2 separate regions of the Pan troglodytes genome follow, and region 2 is linked to region 1. The links are chromatin contacts, called in public HiChIP or PLAC-seq maps. All regions are on one chromosome and are shown on one strand. The core of a region is the stretch at or near the end of the contact, and the rest is flanking DNA. Distances in the headings are between cores, read along the strand shown. Region 1 holds the start of COG1 (component of oligomeric golgi complex 1). Region 2 holds the start of VCF1 (VCP nuclear cofactor family member 1).

Region 1 (6,646 bases), core at 3,055-5,554:
TGCTTTCATGCAGAATAGTTGACCTAGAAAAATGATGACAAAGGTCACCAGGGTATTTTTCACATCTTGGGTAAAGAGCTTTGGTAGATCAGGAAAGAAGACAAACGCCATAAACCCGTAATGTGAAGCCTGGCCACCACCAGAGCAGCTCTTTGCGCTGGATCCACTTACCGGAAGTGGCTGGCAGCTGCCACCTGCCGGATGAGTATAGGAAACCGGGAGAGGACGGGACTGTATCGGGAACTAGAAGAATCCAGCTGGAGCAGGCTGTGGAGGTGGCAGCAGAGCAGGTAGAGCTGTGTGGCGTGGAGACACTGAGAGGCTTCCATCGAGCTCCAGATCTTCTCCGGAATTTCTAAGAGTAGCTTGATCTGGGCAGCCATGCTGTAGAACTTCTCCTGGGATGGCTGCTGTGGCTGCAGGGGAAGGCACAGAACTAAACCAGAAGAACGAACAAAAGCAATCTCAGTGTTCTGTAGGCTTGGGAAGAAATCTGGGGGTATTTAAGGATACAAAACTTCTATTAAGCTGGGTTCAGTACAACTCAGCAAGTCATCAAAGCCCAGTGTAGAAGAGTTGCCAGAGTCAGGAGTGTTGTAAAATCCCATGGTTTTTCCTACACACGCATGTATTTTTGCTCAGCCCCACGAAGAGGCAAACTTTCGTCTCCCACCAGGCCCCACCTCCAACATTGGAATTATAATTCAACATGAGATGTGGGCAAGACACAAATCCAAACCACAGCAAATGGATCAGTGCCTCATAAAAGGGCTGGAGGCAACTTTTAGGTTCTTCTACCTTCCCCCACGTGAGGATACAGCAAGAAGGCCCTCACCAGACATCAAAGGCCAGTGCCTTAATCTTGGACTTCCCAGACCCACAACTGTGAAAAATACACTTGTATTATAAATTGCCCAATCTCAGGTATTTTGTTATGGCAGCACAAATGGACTAAGAAACCTAAATTCCAAATCTCATCATGCCCTTAAGATCCCTCCTTACTAAGAACAACCCAAGCCTAAACTGACTTCCTTCAGAACTCCTAGGGTAAATATACACAATTATTTTGGGAATCAAACATCCCGGGTTCCAGTGATTCTCTTGCCTCAGTCTCCTGAGTAGCTGGGATTGCAGGTGCGTGTCGCCACGCCTGGCTAATTTTTGTATTTTTAGTAGAGACAGGGTTTTACCATGTTGGCCAGGCTGGTCTGAAACTCCTGACCTCAAGTGATCCACCGCCTCAGCCTCCCAAAGTGCTGGGATTACAGGCCTGAGCCACCGCGCCCAGCCTTTTTTTTTTTTTGCGGGGGGGGACAGCATCTCACTTTGTTGCCCAGGCTGGGGTGCAGTGGTGCGATCATGGCTCACTGCAGCCTTGACCTCTTGGGCTCAAGAGATCTTCCCACTTCAGCCTTCCAAGTAGCTGGGACCACAGGCATGTGCCACCATGCCCGCTCATTTCTTGGTATTTTTTGTAGAGATGGTGTTTCACCATGTTGCCCAGGTTGGTTTCAAACTCCTGTGATCAAGCAATCCACCTGCCTTGGCCTCCCAAAGTGCTGGCATGAGCCACAGTGCCTGACCTGTTATTCTAAAATTTTTTACATTTTTTTCTTGTCAAGTTTCCATGGATTTATTTCCTCGACCAGATTGTAAGCTCCTTCAGAGCAGGAATTGGGGGACTTCTGTTTCTTTGTAATGTGAACGAAGAAGACACTCAAATTTTTGTGGGGTTAACCGAGAATAAACCAGATATAACAACTATGAAAATCAATACATTTCTAAAATCAGGCATAATTCAAGTTAGCGTTTTAATAAACCCTGAAGCATGACTCAGTTACAGCAAAGGCTGGCCACCTAAGGGGACACGTGTACTAAATGTTAGCTTTGGGAGGGATGAGGTCACTCATTTCAAAAATACGCAAACTTATTTGCAACTTCCTATAGTTTTATTGTGTCAGTCCAGTCTACTGACCAGGATTTCTGTAAAGCTCAAATAGCATGAAAAAGTTCCAAACTGGAGTTAGACTGTACTTTTCAATTTTTTCTTCTATGTCCCAGTAAGTTCTCCCAGGCTGTTAAAAACAACTCCCTGTTTACCTTTTTCACCCTTCATGCCCTTTCACTTCGTTCCTTGCTAGGTCTATATTCTTTAAGGGGCCGTGCGCGGTGGCTCTCGCGCCTGTAATCCCATCACTTTGGGAGGCCAAGGCAGGCAGATCACATGAGGTCAGGTGTTGGAGACCAGCCGGGCCAACATGGTGAAACCCCGTCTCTACTGAAAGTACAAAAATTAGTCGGGCATGGTGGCAGGTGCCTGTAATCCCAGCTACGCGGGTGGCTGAGGCAGGAGAATCGCTTGAACCCAGGAGGCGGAGGTTGCAGTGAGCCGAGATCGCGCCACTGCACTCCAGCCTGGGTGACAGAGCGAGATCCTGTCTCAAAAAATAAATAAATAAAAATTCTTTTTTTTTTTTTTTTTTTTGAGACAGAGTCGCTCTGTGGCCCAGGCTGGAGTGCAGTGGCGTGATCTCGGCTCACTGCAAGCTCCGCCTCCCAGGTTCATGCCATTCTCCTGCCTCAGCCTCCCAAGTAGCTGGGACTACAGGCGCCGGCCACCACGCCTGGCTAATTTTGTGTATTTTTAGTAGAGACGGGGTTTCACCGTGTTAGCCAGGATGGTCTGGATCTCCTGACCTCGTGATCCACCCGCCTCGGCCTCCCAAAGTGCTGGGATTACAGGCGTGAGCCACCGCACCCGGCCAATAAAAATTCTTTAGGAACGCAAGCTGCAGCTCCAATATGAGGATGTGTTTGTTTACCTCCCATCCTTCCTCATTGTGTCTAATCAATAGCGTTTGGTGGGAAGAACACGGGATAAGGATAACCTGAATGAAAAAAGCCTTAGTTCTGAAAATGAAAATGTTCAGCTATTAAAAGGTAAGGGCTTGGCCGGCTGTGGTGGCTCATGACTGTAATCCCAGCACTTTGGGAGACCCTGTCACATACATACAAAAGGTTAAGGGCTTGACAGCTGGTACTACCCTCAACAGCTCCCAAAGGGTAGAACAGCTATTTGGGGTTGTGGAAGTTATTCTTGGGGAGGGATAAGGGGAAGGTTGGGATGAGGAAGAAATGACTTGGAGTGCAGGTGTCAACATAGGGGAGAAACCTGAGGAAAAACAATGTCAGGACATGTTATATAGGTGAGCGTTGAACTGCCAAGACAGAAACTCCTGGCGTTTTCCGCTAAAATTGAAAGGAGCCCAGTGAGGTGTAGGAATCAAGGCCCGGAAGTCGGGGGAAAGCGCCTGAAGAAACTGTTGAATGGCATTTCCAGAACGGATCAGCAGCCGTATCTGTGCAAGGAAGGCTGGCACTGTCCCCTGAGGGGGGCCCAAAGGGTGAGGGCCGGATAGGCTCCTGGCTAAGGAAGGTGAGGACTCGCGGGGTCTGGGACTGACAGGCGGGGGGCGGGGTTGACCTGCAAGGCCAGGGGCTCCGGGACCCGCCTGCGGGTCGCAGGGTGGGGGCACGGGGACTGACCTGCTGGGCCCGCGGTGGCCGGGGCGCGGCCGAGCCGGCCTGGCGGAGGCGGGCGCAGTACTGGTCGGTGGCCTTCACGGCGTCCACTAGCCCCACGGCGCAGCGGCGCATCTGGCCGATGGTGTCGGCCGCCTCGATCAGGTCGCGGTACCGTTCGCCCACCATCTGCCGCAGCTCCTCCTTCTTGTGCTCGATCTCGGCCCGAACCTGGCGCTCCAGCCCGCGGATCTCCTCCGCTCCATGCGTCTCGAAAAGAGCCGCAGGGTCGCGCAGATCCAGCCGCTTCAGCGAGGGTGAGGTTGCCGCGGTGGCCATGGTGCACTCGTCAGCCCCCGGCGATCCACCTACGCCCTTTTAGTCCCGCCCCTCCGCCATCTTTGTTGGGGGCGGAAGCGCTTCCGCCCCGCCGGGGGCCATGTTTGTTACCCGAGGGGGCGGGCGCGAGGGGGCGGGCGCGAGGGGGCGGGCGCGAGGGGGCGGGCGCGAGGGGGCGGGCGCGAGGGGGCGGGCGCGAGGGGGCGGGCGCGAGGGGGCGGGCGCGAGGGGGCGGGCGCGGTCCTGCGCGGGGTTTTCTTAAACGGAGCCGACTGGGAAGTGAGGTCGCCAGAGAGGTGAGGTCGCCAGGTTGGCTGCGAAACTATGGCTGAAGTCTTCCCTTTCCCTTAGGAGCAGAGCTTCTCTGTGGAGTTAGGTGTCGGGATCGGGCCCCGCGGGCTGACGGCGTTGGCGCAGGCGCAGCCGCCGCTCTCCGCGCGCCTGGCGCCCGCGAGCAGACTCGGGCGCGCTCGCCGCCGCTGGGTCTCGGATCGCACCCCGCGTGCAGTTTTAGGAAGAGGGACATCCGCGCCCCTCGCTGTTCCCCGAGAAGAGCTATCTCGCCGCCCCTGAAGGGGTTCTGAGCGCTTGTTTGGCGTCTGTTTTTCCTCTGCTGTTGATTCGTGTTGGGGGTTTTCTATTTCGTTTAAAACCGATGTTTAGCCCCTGAAGACGTTTTCCCTGCGAGAGGCCTGACCTCGGTGGCCACGGGGGAGGAGGGCGGCGGGCTGGGCGGGAGAGGCTGGGACGCCCCGGGGAACGCAGCGCCAGACGGGTGGGCGCTCCTCACGTGGCCCAGGAATAGTAGAATCTGGAGATTGTGGCTTGTTTCTGCTAAGTCCCAGACCCTTCTTTTTTTTTTTTTCTGTTTTAATTTCTTTTGGAAGATTTCACCCACACCAATGTCGACAAAATGATGCAATGTGCGCAGCGGCCGTGCTGAGCCCCCAGCAACTCAGGGCCTACCCTGCATCCCTGCTCATTCCTTCTCCCACCCGCCACCTCCGGACGCACAGAATTTCAATCTGCAAATAAATGGTGCATTTATAATATTCCAGTTTAACCCGCAAGAGCCTTGCGGCGTAGGGAGTATCATTCTCACTTTACAGACTCATTTTACAGATGGGGAAACGGGGGCCCGGAGAGGCAAAGGGTTTTTTACTCAGTAAAAGTGCAGTTTTCAGAGCCTGTCCACGAGATTATCTCATTTTCTCGCACATCGGCCATGCCAGGTAGGTAGGAGTAATATTCCTAGTCCATTTATGAGGAAAAAAAAAAAAAAAGAAACAGAAAAGCTTATTTACCTGCCCAAATTACATAGCTGATAGGTGACCCAGTGAGTATTTGGACGTCGATTTTTAAATTACTGGCTCGCGCTCTTTTCTACATTTTCACATAATTTCCCACAGAGCACCCTCTGTTGGCGGGCCTGCAGTTTGCAGTCTCTAATCCCATTCTGCAAGGGACACTTACTGGTGTTCGGCTGATAAGCATCCGCAGTATATCTCCTTTCTGTGATTGGGGAATTCATCGCTATCTAGCAAGATCTTTTTTTCTGGCGCCCTTTATAGCTACGGTGCCAGCCTGCGGCCTGGGACTGGCACAGCAGGCACAAGTGCCTAGGACTTGGGTGAAGAGTTAGTGACATTAAGAAGCAGGCTGTAATCCCAGCACTTTGGGAGCCCAAGGCGTGTGGATCCCTTGAGCCCAGGAGTTCAAGACCAGCCTGGGCAACCCGGCCAAACCCCGTCCTTACAAAAAATACAAAAAAAGGGGCGCGCGCCGGGTGGCTCATGCCTGTAATCCCAGCACTTTGGGAGGCCGAGGCAGGCGGATCACATGAGGTCAGGAGTTCGAGACCAGCCTGGCCAACATGGTGATACCCTGTCTCTACTAAAAATACAAAAATTAGCTGGGCGTGGTGGCGCACACCTATAATCCCAGCTACTCGGGAGGCTGAGGCAGCAGACAGGAGGCTGAGGCAGGAGAATCACTTGAACCTGGGAGACGGAGGTTGCAGTGAGCCGAGATCGAGCCACTGCACTCCAGCCTGAGCGACAGAGTGAGGCTCTGTCTCAAAAAAAAAAAAAAAAGAAAAAGAAAATTAGCCGGGAGTAGTGGTGTGGGCCTGTAGGCCTGTAGTCCCAGCCACTTGACAAGAGGCAAGTGAGGCAAGAGGATCACTTGAGCCTCTGGAGGTCGAGACTGCGTCAGTGAGCCATGATTGGGCCACTGCATTCCAGCCTAGACAACAGAACAAGACCCTGTCTCAAAAAAAAAAAAAAAAAAAAAATCGCAGGTGACAGGGGCGATTGCATTTTGGTGGTGGCACAGGTATCACCGGCAACATCCACTCCCTAAGGACAGCAAGGGCAGTGAACTTAGCTCCAGCTCCCAGCTGCTAATGCTGGCGGTGGTGCTGGTGGCAGCCGTGGGCACCCACAATGACGTCCTCGACAGAATCACCATGTGGTGTGCTCGTCTAGGTTTTAAATGTTCTGTTTCCCTTCCTTCCTGCCTGTCCCTTGAACCTGCCTCCCCATCTTTCCCAGAGATTGTATGAACTGTCCAATGTCTTACTGATCAATTTTGTTTCTTTGAAAATCAAAATTGGTTTCCCTGGTTTGCCCTAGCCCTAACTGATAGACACTGCACTAAGGTTCCAGCTCCATGAGAGTTTGGTTGAAGCCTTTCTTACAGCAAGGGGAGAAATGTCAACATATCAGGGATAGTGGGGGGCCCAGGGCTTTGTACGGGATGGCCCTTGCGCTTGTGCACAATACCT
Region 2 (6,624 bases), core at 3,607-6,106, 40 kb before region 1:
CTCCCAAAGTGCTTAGATTACAGGTGTGAGCCACTACACCCAGCCTCTTTCAGGACAACTTTATATGCAGTCTACTGGCATGCCTAGGTGAAAATAAACTAAATGACTGAAAATGTTAGTATTTTGACCCTTATAAATTCAAAAGGCAGAGAGAGCATTTTGGATAGGACAGATGGCAATTGAAAATAAGCTTGTTTACCTTGCGAGAGTCTTTCCCCCTGAGGACTGATAAGTTGTGGCTTCTGGGTCATTGCATTCCAACACTGAGGCTTCCCTGGCAACACCCCTAGTCCAAGGTAACCAGGATAGAGCTCTGGAAACCACTCCAGCCCCATGCAGCTGCGAAGAGTCTTCCTGCCAGTAGCTGCAGCATGATTGGTGAAGGGGCTCTGAGGAGTGTGACGCTGGGCTGAGCATAAAGGGCTCTGGCACCCAGTGTGTGATGCTTGGAACTGACTATCAGATTTGGGCTCCAGAGATAACTGTCCCTCGGGACTCTCCATTAATGCCTTTACATCAGGGACACGATTATGATTCTGGGCTTCTGCTTTCTTTTCTTGAAGAAATGTTGTAGCTAGAGAGGCAAGACTTTGACTACTTGACTGCGATACAGAATGAAACTCGTAAGTCGTCTCCCTCGGAATGAGCAAACTTAAATGTGGTCTTTCCCCTTGAGACTCCTTTCCTGTGACTGAATCCCTGGTGTTGAAGTTCTCACAGCCATGGCTCATGACAGTCCGTTGCTGCTTTTCTGTTGCGGACATACTTTTCTCTGCATTTCCTTTGCTCCCACATGTCTCTACTCCCAGGGTAAGTCCTTTCTCTGGTTTCTCCATGACTTGGATTTTACCTAATGAGCTCATTTTAAGGCTTAAAATGAGTGATTCTGTGTTCTTTTCTGGAGTCTCAGTAACTGTAACATCAGTAGGGACTCCTGAGAGGTGATCCCTGCCTTTGGAATCTCTTTCATTGCTTAATAATGTTCTTACCCTTTTAACCCCATCACTGACATTCTTTGGAGAAATATGACAATCACCAGTAGGCACGTCTAGTAATTTTACTAGAAGTTCCTGTCTTTGGGGATCAATTTTGTCCAATTTCAGATCACCAGAGGTAGTTTGTACATCATTAGGTAGAGTTGAGGAATATTTTCTATCTTGATTTGACAAAGAAGGTTCTATTGAGCCAACCAGTAAAGATGCTCCAGCTTCTGAAGGATTACATCGACTTTCTCCTGATTTAGGCAAATCTTTGGCAAGTTCTCTTTTAGGAGAGGTTTTCTCTGATGCGTAAAACTGAGCCTTGGTTTCTGCTTGGAAAGTAGTCTTTGGTTTAGTATTTTTTAACATTTTGAAGGATGGTTGGATTGGATTCTTGATGTCTTTATCTGCCTTTGTAGTAGTTGCTCTTTCCAAACCAACAGCTGGTAGTGGAAAGGTCTTCACTGTCTGTTCTGGTTTGTCCATCACCAACTTAGAATTTCTTTCTTCATTCTCTGTCTCTAACTCTTTCCCTTTAGCTTTAATTAAATCTTTGATTGGCCCTTTCATCTTTTTAGCACGTGGGAGTGTAGCTGGCTTGGACTGATAAACTTTTTGATCAGTAGGTATGGTTGGTCCTATCATCTTACAGTATGGCAAGTGGGATTTTAATCGTTTAAATGGCTTCTTACAGTAAGGACACACTTCCATTCTGGGTGGATTATCACTCATCCTATTCCTGAAAAAGGTAAATGTGAGATTATGAGAAGCACATAGTTTGTAAATACCAATATTTTACTTACGTGTTGTATCTTTTAAATTCATTTGGAACAAGCTAGATGTTTGCTACTTATGGTTACAGCAAGTCAACTAGTCATTACATGAGTATAAAAAATTGTTTAAAAACCCTTAAACACGTTATTCAAGGACAGAATGGTAAAGAATAAAAAACTTAGGCCAGGAACCAAAGGTTATTTATTTATTTATTTTGGAAACAGAGTCTCACTCTGTCACCCAGGCTGGAGTGCAGTGGCACAATATCTGCTCACTGCAAACTCCGCCTCCCAGGTTCAAGCAATTCTCTTGTCTCAGCCTCCCAAGTAGTTGGGACTACAGGGGCATGCCACCACGCCTGACTAATTTTTTGTATTTTAGTAAAGACGGGGTTTCACCGTGTCCATGTTGCCCAGACTGGTCTCGAACTCCTGAGCTCTGGCAATCCACCCACCTCAGCCTCCTAAAGTGCTGGGATTACAGGCGTGAGCTACCACGCCCACGCCCAGCCAAAGGTTACTGATTACAGCAGAGATTTCCAAAGTGATAAATGGAATATCCACTAGGGTGTAAGAAGAAAATATTAGAATTACCACAATCTAAGAATGAGAAACGAAGCTCTACTAACATTTAGTCAGTAATATGCATATATATACACACACACACACGGATATATATAAAATGTATGCATAATGCACAAATATATACATGGCCGAGGACACAGTCCTGTTTTTCACTTATACTTTTTTTTTTTTTTTTTTTTTGAGACAGAGTCTCACTCTGTCACCAGGCCGGAGTGCAGTGTCGGCTCACTGCAACCTCCATTTCCCAGGTTTAAGCGATTGTCCTGCCTCAGCCTCCCAAGTAGCTGGGACTACAGGCATGCGCCACCACGCCAGGCTAATTTTTGTATTTTTAGTAGAGACAGGGTTTCACCATGTTGGCCAGGATGGTCTCAATCTCCTGACTTCGTGATCCGCCCGCCTCGGCCTCCCAGTGTGCTGGGATTACAGGCGTGAGACACCACGCCTGGCCTACTTATAGTTTCTAGTACAACAGATTACTGGCAAATTAGTTTGACATCTTTGTTAAACATATACGATGTAAAAAATTAAAAAAAAAACATACCATGTATATTTGTACCTGTTATTCTTTAAAGTCCAGAAAAGAAAATGTTTAATTCCAATGTTTAGTTGAAAGTTATTTCCTTTCTACATCTCTTATTCTTTCTATAAAGTTCCAGAGGGCAGGAAACATATCTATCCTGCACACAGCTGTATGTAAAAACCTAGCACTGAGCCTGGCATACCATATTTGTTCACTGAATTCTTTAGATATAAACGTTTAAATATTATTCAGTACTACAACTGATAATATCTTCTGACTACCAAAGAGATTAAAAAGGGTGACTGAAACCACTTACAAAATAGACACAATCTTCACCAATCCATTCAATAAAGCAACCAACCCACCTTATCCTGTACGAAGTCATTCAAAACAAAACTGTTTTCTGCCAACAGATTACAGTAATCATTCTTACTTTGTTGTTGTTTGGTCTTTTTTTTTTTGAGATGGAGTCTCGCTCTGTCACTCAGGCTGGAGTGCAGTGGCGCGATCTTGGCTCACAGCAACCTCAGCCTCCCAGGTTCAAACGGTTCTCCTGCCTCAGCCTCCCGAGTGGCTGGGATTACTGGGATTAAGGGCGTGCGCCACCACGCCCAGCTAATTTTAGTATTTTTAGTAGAGACGGGGTTTCACCATGTTGGCCAGGCTGGTTTTGAACTCCTGACCTCAGGTGATCCACCCGCCTCGGCCTCCCAAAGTGCTGGGATTACAGGCGTGAGCCACCGCGCCCGGCCTGCTGGGATTACAGGCGTGAGCCATCATTCTTACTTTGTTTGGAGGTACACACTAACGGGATGAAAGCCACAGACTGTTTGTTTACAATAATACACACAAATGAAGCCAGTCCATGGACCTTCGGCTAACAACGTTAGAAAGGGCTTGACACCTGCTAGACGTTTCTGCCTCCACTCCACCTCACACTCAACCCTACTTGAAAGATCCCGGTACATTCCCACGATAACGTCTATACGTGGGTGTCTGTTTTCTTACCCGAGCTCCTCCAGGAGGATGCTAGTTTTGCGGGTGCTTCTCCCGGATCCCCATGCTTCCCCGATCACCGTTCCCGAGTGTGGCAGAATGAAACGTGAATGTCAGCCTGTGTAAGACACGATCAGACAGGTGACTTGGCAGCATGCACAGTGAGTAAATGCGGCACGATACTGAACCAAATAGAAACACAGGTTCCGGAAAGCAGAGTTAAGACCTCCCCAGCCTCCGGGCTCAAGGAGGACCTCAATAGTTCCACTAATCCTCACCCTCACCTCCGGCGCTCTCCAGCCGCCTTTCCCTCCTCCCGCTGCGTTACCAGCCTGCCCACCTCCCCGCACCCTTCCTTTCCCTGAAAGCTGTTCTGATTCTGCCAGCTGTTCTGATTCTGCGGAGTGGATGGGGTCGGCCCGGCAGCTCCTGGGTCAGGGACAGGCGTTCCCGCAGCCCCACCGAGGATTTCCTCCTGCGGTTCCAGGAAGACCCTCCGCCGGCCCCGGCACCCGATTCCCTCCCCTCTCCGCTCAGGAGAGTCTTCCCCAGACTTAGAACGTGGGCCGCGGAAAACAAACCCGCCCTTGCAAGCTCCCCACAGACCACCGTCCTCACCTCGGAAGACCTGAAAGCCCAGGCGACCCCGGCGACAAGCCCCCCAGGGAAGCCCCCCAGGCGCCTGCCCAACCCCCGGCCAAGGAACCGCGTCAGGCCGTCTGCACCACTGCCGGATAGGTCCGCCTGTTTTAAAATATGTTACCTCACACGGATTCAACTCAAATACTTGTATGATATTATTATGACATAATTGAATTTATTTGAAACCTGGCTTGACTTTTATACCGTACCCTCCGTTGGCTGTGAACAGGCGAGCGCTTCTGCCACCCCAGGGGAGGTCCTTTCTCCCAGAAGCTCCTAGTCGCTCCTCCCGCTCCGAGCCCGCCTCTTCCCGTGGGCGGGGTTACCAGTCGGTGCGGTTGGGATGGTGCCACTGCGCAGCCGCGGGAGGGCGGTACCACGGCGGCAGCGACATGGGGGGGCGCGGAGCAGACGCCGGAAGTAGTGGTGGTACGGGTCCGACTGAGGGGTACTCGCCACCGGCTGCGTCCACCCGAGCGGCTGCGAGAGCCAAGGCCCGAGGGGGTGGGCGTGGCGGCCGCCGAAACACAACCCCCTCTGTTCCCTCTCTTCGCGGAGCGGCGCCGCGTAGCTTCCATCCGCCAGCTGCCATGAGCGAGCGCCTCCGTCCCAGGTAAGAGGGAAGGGACCCCCTTTCCATTCGTCGCCTGAGGATCTGGGAGATAGAGCCGAGGGGGCGCGCGAAATGGGGGTCGGAGCAAGAGTGGACCCAGCGGGGCTCCCTGTGGGGTGCACTGCGGGCCGGGAGAGGAGGGGAGAGGGATGCGCGAGTGATCGGATGCTTGGTTCCTGTGGGTAGCTGGAAGGTGACTCTCCGGGGTCCAGGTCTCCCGCCCCTCCATCTTTTTTCCCCCCTGTCTTTTCCTATTTGGAACGAAGTGTGATCGGTCCCGGAAGAGAGACGGTGGCCCTAAAGCTTTCCTGTCCTAAATGTAGGAGGGTGGGGGGATGGGATAAACGTCTCATCTTGGAGAGGGAGCCCCCAAAGGCTTTTGTGAGGGCACCGGGCGGGGAGCTGCCGGCTCCCCAAGGTCAGAAAGAAAGGTTGGGCTTAACCCCGCAGCAGGGAAAGATTCGGTTAGACCGAAGAACTTGTGCCCTGAACGGTTGTGAACACAGAAGGGCAGATGACCAAGGCGGGTTATGGATCTTCTCTTGACTGTGGCATTAAGAACAAGCTGGATTCTAAACTGTTTGGATTGCGAGGCCGTTTGATTCCGAAGGCGGGAGGAAAGATTTTATCGCGATGCACTCGCTACCCTCCCGAGGGAGCCTGGCCTCGGGACCCGGGTCTTAAATTAGGGGTTCTGTGCTTGACATGTACTACTAGAGTCCGGACTAAGTTGGGATTTCTTGATTTTTTTCTTTCTCTTAATTTCCTCTGCAAGAATGTGTGGAGGAGAAAGTTGGGAAAGGTTACCTCAGAATGCTCTTCCTGTTACGGTCTTTCCACAAGGATCCTTCTCTGAAATAATTATTTCATGTGATTGAAGTTCTCAAAAGTATCCTGAGTTTATTTGGTCCCATAGTGAAAACCTAGGGTTCCCCAAGCTGCTGCATTGGATTATTGATTTGGGTCATGTAGCAGGTGGAGCATAAAGCCTCTCCTTGTATAGAAAAGAAGAGTGGACTAAATTTGAAATTGGGGGCCCAATTACAGACATGCCATCGGAATTAGGAACAAGATCTTTAGATACAGTGAATCTGACCCGACTGCCATATTATTCTTTCCCAAACCCAGTTTATACTTACGATATTCTCTTGGGGTGTCTCACATATCTGAAAAAAAATCTAAATATTTCCTACAAATAAAAATTCTACTGTACATAACTAATCTGAATGCATTTATACTGGCAGTAGATTCCTTTTATCTTGTACACAAATAATCTCAACATGTTTTAAAGAAGTTATTTGATTTGGACAGGCTTTTCTTGCCAGTGTTTAATGGAGTATGATGGGCCAGCTCTGCCAGCTCTAGGATGGTCTAAGACGGTGGTTTTTCGGCTGGGTGCGGTGGCTCAAGCCTGTAATCCCAGCACTTTGGGAAGTCAAGGCGGGCGGATCACCTGAGGTCAGGAGTTGGAGATCACTCTGGCCAACATGGTGAAACTCTGTCTCTACTAAA

What was found. HiChIP or PLAC-seq counts read pairs in DNA pulled down with a chosen protein or histone mark.
Region 2: a contact with region 1 is called in an H3K4me3 HiChIP or PLAC-seq map of stem cell-derived excitatory neurons, with 4 times the contacts expected there. The contact joins the promoter of VCF1 here to the promoter of COG1 in region 1. A contact is called at or near these places in 1 of 7 Hi-C or Micro-C datasets (stem cell-derived neural progenitor cells) and 1 of 1 datasets of contacts at active chromatin or transcription factors (stem cell-derived excitatory neurons).

The regions. Positions count from the first base shown.
Region 1 is chr19:86,170,615-86,177,260 of NHGRI_mPanTro3-v2.0_pri, reverse strand. COG1 (component of oligomeric golgi complex 1) reads right to left here and starts at 4,304. Exons shown (of 14, transcript XM_003315702.7): 1 at 3,547-4,304; 2 at 172-416; 3 at 1-23. The coding sequence starts at 3,861.
Region 2 is chr19:86,211,314-86,217,937 of NHGRI_mPanTro3-v2.0_pri, reverse strand. VCF1 (VCP nuclear cofactor family member 1) reads left to right here and starts at 4,856. Exons shown (of 3, transcript XM_016932857.3): 1 at 4,856-5,112. The coding sequence starts at 4,892. It overlaps MTNAP1 (mitochondrial nucleoid associated protein 1), which reads right to left and starts at 4,571. Exons shown (of 6, transcript NM_001251848.2): 1 at 4,476-4,571; 2 at 3,870-3,975; 3 at 200-1,719. The coding sequence starts at 1,712.